Regions from separate parts of the Zea mays genome. Here region 2 is linked to region 1. A link is a contact called in public Hi-C data. All regions are on one chromosome and are shown on one strand. Each heading gives the region's core, a stretch centred on a gene start, on an enhancer-like site or on the middle of the called end of the contact. The rest is flanking DNA. Distances are from core to core; before and after follow the strand shown.

What was found. Hi-C and Micro-C count contacts between places; a contact is called where the count stands out from the background.
Region 2: a Hi-C map of ear shows a contact between it and region 1, with 2.6 times the contacts expected there. The contact joins the promoter of LOC100280363 here to the promoter of LOC100273052 in region 1. A contact is called at or near these places in 4 of 25 Hi-C or Micro-C datasets (bundle sheath, ear, leaf and 1 more).

Annotation. Positions count from the first base shown.
Region 1 is chr10:135,192,469-135,196,082 of Zm-B73-REFERENCE-NAM-5.0, forward strand. LOC100273052 reads left to right here and starts at 1,282. Exons shown (of 5, transcript NM_001360161.1): 1 at 1,282-1,370; 2 at 1,455-1,698; 3 at 1,791-1,850; 4 at 1,982-2,185; 5 at 2,291-2,898. The coding sequence starts at 1,336. The coding sequence ends at 2,671.
Region 2 is chr10:135,511,748-135,515,224 of Zm-B73-REFERENCE-NAM-5.0, forward strand. LOC100280363 reads right to left here and starts at 1,679. Exons shown (of 9, transcript NM_001153289.1): 1 at 1,358-1,679; 2 at 1,040-1,110; 3 at 840-921; 4 at 616-731; 5 at 383-538; 6 at 273-314; 7 at 142-183. The coding sequence starts at 1,415.

The DNA of each region.
Region 1 (3,614 bases), core at 32-2,531:
TGGCTCATGCTCGGACAAGAATGGATCTTCACGTCAAGTACATATTCATGAACTCTTTTGTATGCAAGTGAAAATATGATTGTGTATCTGTCACAACTCACAACATACTCGGGTAAAAATGTATCTTCACGTCAGATAAGAATTCGTGAACTCTACTGTGTGTCTGTATTCAAGTAAAAGTACGATTGTATGGTCGTCGCCGCTGGAGAAAATTGCCGTCATCTACCGATCTACGTCATTGCGTGCGTCCTTGGCCTGGACCGTAGTAATTGCTCAGTCTCCGTGTCGTTGCGTCTTCAGTTATTTCCACCGTTCATTGGATGCCGGCAGCACATTCATGGTTGTGGGCACAAAAGTTCAATGGCACGTTTGGTGGCGAGATTCTTCTAACACAACTTCACATTCACATCTTCATCCCACTTAACTTAAAATCTCCACCTTTTTTTACGGATTTGGTTGAACAGATCTATTATTGACTAGAGATGGAAGCCAAAGAAATTAAAATCTGAATCTGATTTCGATAAACATGAAGCGGATAGAGCTGTCTCAGACTCCCAAAAAAAATCGAACTGCGTCTAGTTTCCTCTCGATCCCGTGGGTCTCACCATCCCCGTGCGCTGGAGGACGAGAAGGCGAGGAGGAACCGCCTCGCTCTCGGTGACGGCACCCGCGCTCTGTCACGGTGCTAGCCAGTGAAGTCCGACGCCGGCAGAGGCCGATGGAGGAGCCCGGTGCGGTGGACAAGGACAAGCGACTGTGTCCCGTTAGACCAGGCGCGACCCATGTATAAATCAGTGTCTCAAATCTGTGTTTTACTATATCTATTATATTAATCAGAGTAATCAATAAATTAAATTACCAATCAGCTATTCTTCCTATCTCGAGCATAGAACCAAGACAAAGTGTGTTTGTCAAGATATATGTCTTGAGTTTTTTTATATTACCCTCTTTAAATACATTCGAAGACATAGCTTAAGACACCTATTTTACATGCCCTGAAGACACAGTTTAAGACACCAGTTTTACATGCTCTGAGTCCTCAGCGGTGGAGAGGCGATAGGGACGACAGAGATGAGGAAGATGAGATAAGGAAAATAAAATTTTGTCCTATGACAGGTGGCGTTAAGTATAAAGTGGCCTCAATTTAAAGTTGCTTCTCCAACAAGGCATTACTATGTGCTGGTGAAATATCCATGGAACGTAGTACTCTGCTAACAACCACCAACCACACATCGCTGGTCAACATAAATAACCTGACCTGTCGTCCCCATTCTTGTGATCCTGTCGTCCCCATCCCCTTGCTCCAGCGCGCGGTGTGCACAGGCAGCTAGGCTCATGGCGGCCGCTACCCCTAGTCCCCACAGCGCAAGGTACGTGTCATCCGACGCTCTGGCGTGTAATCTGTACACGAGTTGAAACTGGTTGGCCGGCGTGTGTGATCTCTACTCTGGTAGGGTCGCCGTTGTCACCGGCGGGAACAAAGGGATCGGGCTGGAGGTGTGCAGGCAGCTGGCCAGCAACGGCATCACCGTCGTCCTAACAGCCAGAGACGAGAAGCGGGGCGCCGCCGCCGTAGAGGAGCTCGCGGACGCGGGCCTCTCCGGCGTCGTTTTCCATCAGCTGGAGGTCACCGACGCCCAGAGCATTGCTAGATTGGCCGGTTTCCTGAAGGCGTGGTTTGGGAAGCTAGACATCCTGGTGAGTCCCCTTAATTTTGAATCTGTGAAAGGTTCGGTGGTGTAGGTGGCTGTGACTGTGGCTGATGAAGGAGAGCCACTGTGTCTTACTAGGTAAACAATGCCGCTATCGGTGGGGTTCAGTCACTTCCCGTTGAAAATGTTGGCGAAAAGGTGAGGTCACATGTCCCCCGATCGAAATTATGCATGCATGCTCAGATTTTTTTTTCAGATCCTATCCTAAGCCACGCTCTGATGAAACGGTTTACATGGTGGTGCGCCGTGCGCGTGGAATAATGGAACAGATCAAGGGCATGGACGCGTTTCAGATGGCGGAGCTGATGCGGAAGAGCTGCCGGGAGACAAACGACACCGCGAAGGCAGGCGTCCAGACGAACTACTACGGGGTGAAGAACGTGACCGAGGCGCTGCTGCCCCTGCTCCTGCAGGCCTCCTCCTCCGGCGGAGGAAGGGTCGTCAACGTCTCCTCCGACTTCGGGCTGCTACGCGTAAGTAAGCTGTTCCGGTATCTGATCATACCGTTTCAGATTCCGTTCCTTTCCTTCGACCAACGCCAGCAGCTGCTGCTGCTGGATCTGAAACAAAGAATGCAGTATCTCAGGAATGAGGAGGTGAAGCATGAGCTGGACGACATTGAGGGCCTGACGGAGGAGAGGCTGGACGAGCTGCTGAGCACGTTCCTCCGGGACTTCGAGGCCGGCGCGCTGAAGTCCCGCGGCTGGCCGACGGAGTTCGCCGCGTACAAGGTGGCCAAGGCCGCCCTGAACTCCTACTCGAGGGTCCTGGCGAGGCGGCACCCCGAGCTGCGCGTCAACTGCGCGCACCCGGGCTACGTCAAGACCGACATGACCAGGCAGACGGGCCTGCTGACGCCCGCGCAGGGCGCGGCCAACGTCGTCAAGGTGGCGCTGCTCCCGGAAGGCGGCCCCACCGGCGCTTTCTTCGCGCTAGGCAAGGAGGCGCCGTTCGTGTGACGCTGCCGTACTGGGCTGGCGGTGGTGGGGACTTCACGGTCCGGCGCTAGTGCGCCGCCTCTCCGACTTGCCTGGCGCCTGCTATCTACTACCTCTCTGCTCTCTGTGCTGCGCAGCGTAGTTTGCTGGTTTGGGACGGCGAATAAAGAAAGGATCGCTGCTGCCTCTTAGTTAGTTGGGTTCTGTCAGTACTAAGCTTCGGTAATAAAATACCCCTAGATATGACCATATTTTATCTGATTGGTTACCCGCACCGTTCCATCCTAAATTACCGTGGGCATTAACTTTGGATTAGCGTCTGTTTGATTGACTGTACGCGAGGAACGGTGGCTACATAAGTAGATATAAAATAAGTTATTTTGAGGCTTGTCGGGGACCATAATTAGGGGTACTCTCAAGGCTCCTAATTCTCAGCTGGTAACCCCCATCAGCATAAAGCTGCAAAGGCCTGATGGGTGCGATCAAGTCAGGGATCAGCCCATTCGAAGGACTCGATCACGCCTCGCCCAGGCCTAGCCTCGGACAAGGGCAGCCGACCCCGAAGGATCTCCGGCTCGCCCGAGGCCCTGTCTTCGCCAAGAAGCAACCCCGACCAAATCGCAGGAGCATTTAATGTAAAGGTGGCCTGACACCTTTATCCTGACGCGTGCCCCTCAGCTGACAGAGCCGAAGCGACCGCCGTCACTTCACCGCTCCACTAACCAGTCTGATAGAAAGACAGCGCCGCCTGCGCCACTCCGACTGCGGTGCCACTTGACAGAGTGAGGCTGACAGGCAGTCAGGACCGGCCGCACGCCATAGGAAGCTCCGCCCGACCCAGGGCTCGGACTCGGGCTAAGCCCCGGAAGACGGCGAACTCCGCTCCGCCCGACCCAGGGCTCGGACTCGGGCTAAGCCCCGGAAGACGGCGAACTCCGCTTCGTCCGACCCAGGGCTCGGACTC
Region 2 (3,477 bases), core at 429-2,928, 320 kb after region 1:
GCAATTGATACTTTAAAAAAACAGGTTTTTATCCCCAGCCCCCAGGGCACTTTGAGATTAATTTAAATGGAAGATTCAAGTGCAAGATTTGGTTGAAACAAACACAGAGGGTACATTAAGACTGTCTTTACTGGAGCTCACCTCGGAGGTGTAGTCCTTTTGATCTATATGAGTTTTTACAGCCTGTAACCAGCAATACGCAATGATTCAGTTTAAATCAGTTTGAGAAAGAGAAGTAACCTGTAAATGTGCATGAAAGTTAAGATACTAACCGAGAACAACAGTGACTCATCAGATTCCCTCGTTGTCTGCATCTAAAAAGCAAACAATCAGGGGGGGGGGGGGAGGAAATGAAACAAGCAATAATATTTGCAGGCCATACCTCTTGATAATTCAAGTTAATTCCATCGGACAATGAAGGTCGGGGTGATGAGCCTTCTTCAGATTCCTCATGCACTGGGGATGGCGGTTTGGGTGGTGGGATGTAGACGACCTTCAGCTTAACCTCATCCACCACATTAGCTGATTCTTTGGTAAACTGCACAAGGTACAACCTCAAGCATTTCGGAAACAAAACATCTGGCAGAAAATTTTCACAGAGATCACAACATTTACCATATCGCCAGTGATGTCCTTGACTAAGGTCCCTTCCGCCACAACGACACTTTGCACAAGAAACTTGTCCTTGCACTGCATGTCCGGTGGCGCCTCCTTTTGTGCTTGCATTGTCACTGAGAAATTGCAAAGGGCGTCAGGCATTTGAATGATAGTAATCTTGGGGACGCCCATGTCAAATGAACTTGGAGGGAAGGAGGTGAGTGTTGGTCTGTTGGAATTACCAATGACATCGCTGGTGGACCGAGGTGGCACGATGCCGCTGTTGGGCCGGACACAGTACTTCTTCGGGCTCGTCGTCTTAACCTGTCGGACTCAAAATCATTAATAGTAACTCAACGTTTCACGCAGTTGCTGACTTCTATGACCTTGACAAAGCAATCTAGCTGGGCGGGAAAGAGGGGATTCAGAATGCCGAGCTTACCTTAAAGCCGATGTAGTCATCTGTTCGGTTTGTCAACTGCATAGAGCACGAGATCTGCTTCTTTGTCTCGACTGCGAGAATGAGGGGGAAAAAAAAGGAACGAGCGAGAAATCAACGCGACAACAAGGCCAAAATTCCCTCAACATTCTTATATTCTAAAATAGGGGGGAATATGCGGGAGAATCTGTGAGCAGGCATACCAGCAACAGCCCAAATCCCGCTTCAGAAAACAACACACACAGGCATGTGCAGGAAACGCTTAACTAACTAATTACGACACGACACGACACGAGGGAATGTTCGGCGGAGGAACCGTACATGGGAATCGGAGCTCGAGGGGCTCGATCTCGAGCAAGTCCTTGGAGTGAGACCACATCCCGCCGCCGCTGGAGTCCGGGAGGCGGAGGCACGCTGTACGGAGTTGATCCGGGGGTGGTTGCCTGGCAGGCCACGCGGGCGGGAGAGCGAGGAGCTAGGGTTTGGGAAGCGAGGCTGGTTTGCGCTCGCCACAGCCCACAGGAGCAGGGAAAAGAGCCTGGAGTGGAGTGGAGTGGAGCAGCAGGAGGGCAGATGGGAATTTGGAATCGCCGTAGGCAACAACGGGAGTTGGTAGGAACTAGGAGGAGCGGAGGAGGGAAGGAATGCGGGCTGGACCTGGACGGCTGGTGCGACCTGTCTGTCAGAAAGGTGTCGTGGGGCTGTGGGTATAGTTGGCCAAATGGCACTAACACGACGGGCCGGCACTGGCACGGCACTAAAAAGCACGGCACTGGCACGGCACGGCACGGACCTTTTAGTGCCAGTGCCGGGCACGGCCCGTTCTTAGTGCCGTGCCTGGGCCACCACTTGGGCCCGTAGGGTCGGCCCAGGCACGGCACGGTAAATTGGGCTGGCACGGCGCCGGCACGGCCCACCCAGCAGCCGGCCAGCCGTGTAACCCGCCCCCGGCCCCCACTTCCCAGTCCCCACTCCCCAGCCGCGGCCGCTCAGTCGCTCACTCGCTCACTCGCTCTCGCTCTCGCTCAAACCCTAACTCGCTCTCGCTCAGCCGCGGCCCGCGGGCGATTCGGCGGCGTCCGGCGAGCTCCCCTCTCCCTCGTTCCCTCCGGCCTCCGCCTCCGCTAAGCGCTCCGGTCTCCATCTCCGCCTCCGGTCTGCGGTCTCCGGCTCTCCGCCTCGGCGCCTCCGCTCGGACTCGGATCGATCGTCGCTCGTCGGAGAATGGAGATCCTCTCCGGCTCTCCCCCGCTCGGATCTGCGCATTTGTGAACCGGGTAACTCAGATCCATAACCCCCGCTCGGATCTCTTGTCTTCTTCTCCCCCTCCGGTGTGATCTGCGGAGATCTCGGTGCTCCGGCTTATTAGGGTTTGTGAACCGGTGCGATCTGCGCTTCTGCGGAGATCCCGGTGCTCCGTTCTCCCTCATCTCTCTCCTCTCTCCTGTCTTCTTCTCCCCCTCCGGCCTCCGGTGTGATCTGCGCTTCTGCGGAGATCCCGGTGCTCCGGCTTGCTCCGTTGAGGAACCGGGACTCCGGGGTCCGGTACGGCGGCACTGGCACTGGCACTGGCACTGGTACTCTCCTCTCTCCTAGCTCCGGTCTCCCTCTCGGCCTCTCCTCTCTCCTAGCTCTTGTCTCCCTCACCTATCTTCTTCTCCCCCTCCGGCACTGTCCGGCACTGGCACTGGCACTTGTACTCTCTTCTCTCCTAGCTCCGGTCTCCCTCTCGGCCTCTCCTCTCTCCTAGCTCTTGTCTCCCTCACCTATCTTCTTCTCCCCCTCCGGCACTGTCCGGCACTGGCACTGGCACTTGTACTCTCTTCTCTCCTAGCTCCGGTCTCCCTCTCGGCCTCTCCTCTCTCCTAGCTCTTGTCTCCCTCACCTATCTTCTTCTCCCCCTCCGGCACTGTCCGGCACTGGCACTGGCACTTGTACTCTCTTCTCTCCTAGCTCTGGTCTCCCTCTCGGCCTCTACTCTCTCCTAGCTCTGGTCTCCCTCACCTATCTTCTTCTGGTGCTCCGGTCTCTCCTAGCTCTGGTGCTCCGGATTCAAATCCGTGGAGGAACCGGTTGGCCGGACCGGTCATCCCCTCCTCTCTCCTAGCTCTGGTGCTCCGGCTTACTCCGTTGAGGAACCGGGACTCCGAGCCCGAGGTGGGTCGATGGCCGTCTCCGACGATGAAACTGTTGAGATCGACTGCAACGAGGAGCGACGGTTGTGTGGGTTGGCCGGAGACGACGATGAGGATGACCTCCGGGAGGATGCTGCAATTATGGGGGTCAATTAGTGAGGATCAGCACAAACTCACTTATCCAGTACTGTCAATTATGGCTAAAGATATTTTAACTGTTCCTGTGTCTACCATCTCTTCAGAATCCACTTTTAGTTTAACTGGCAGGATCATCGACGAGCGGAGGAGGAGATTGAAGTCTGATGT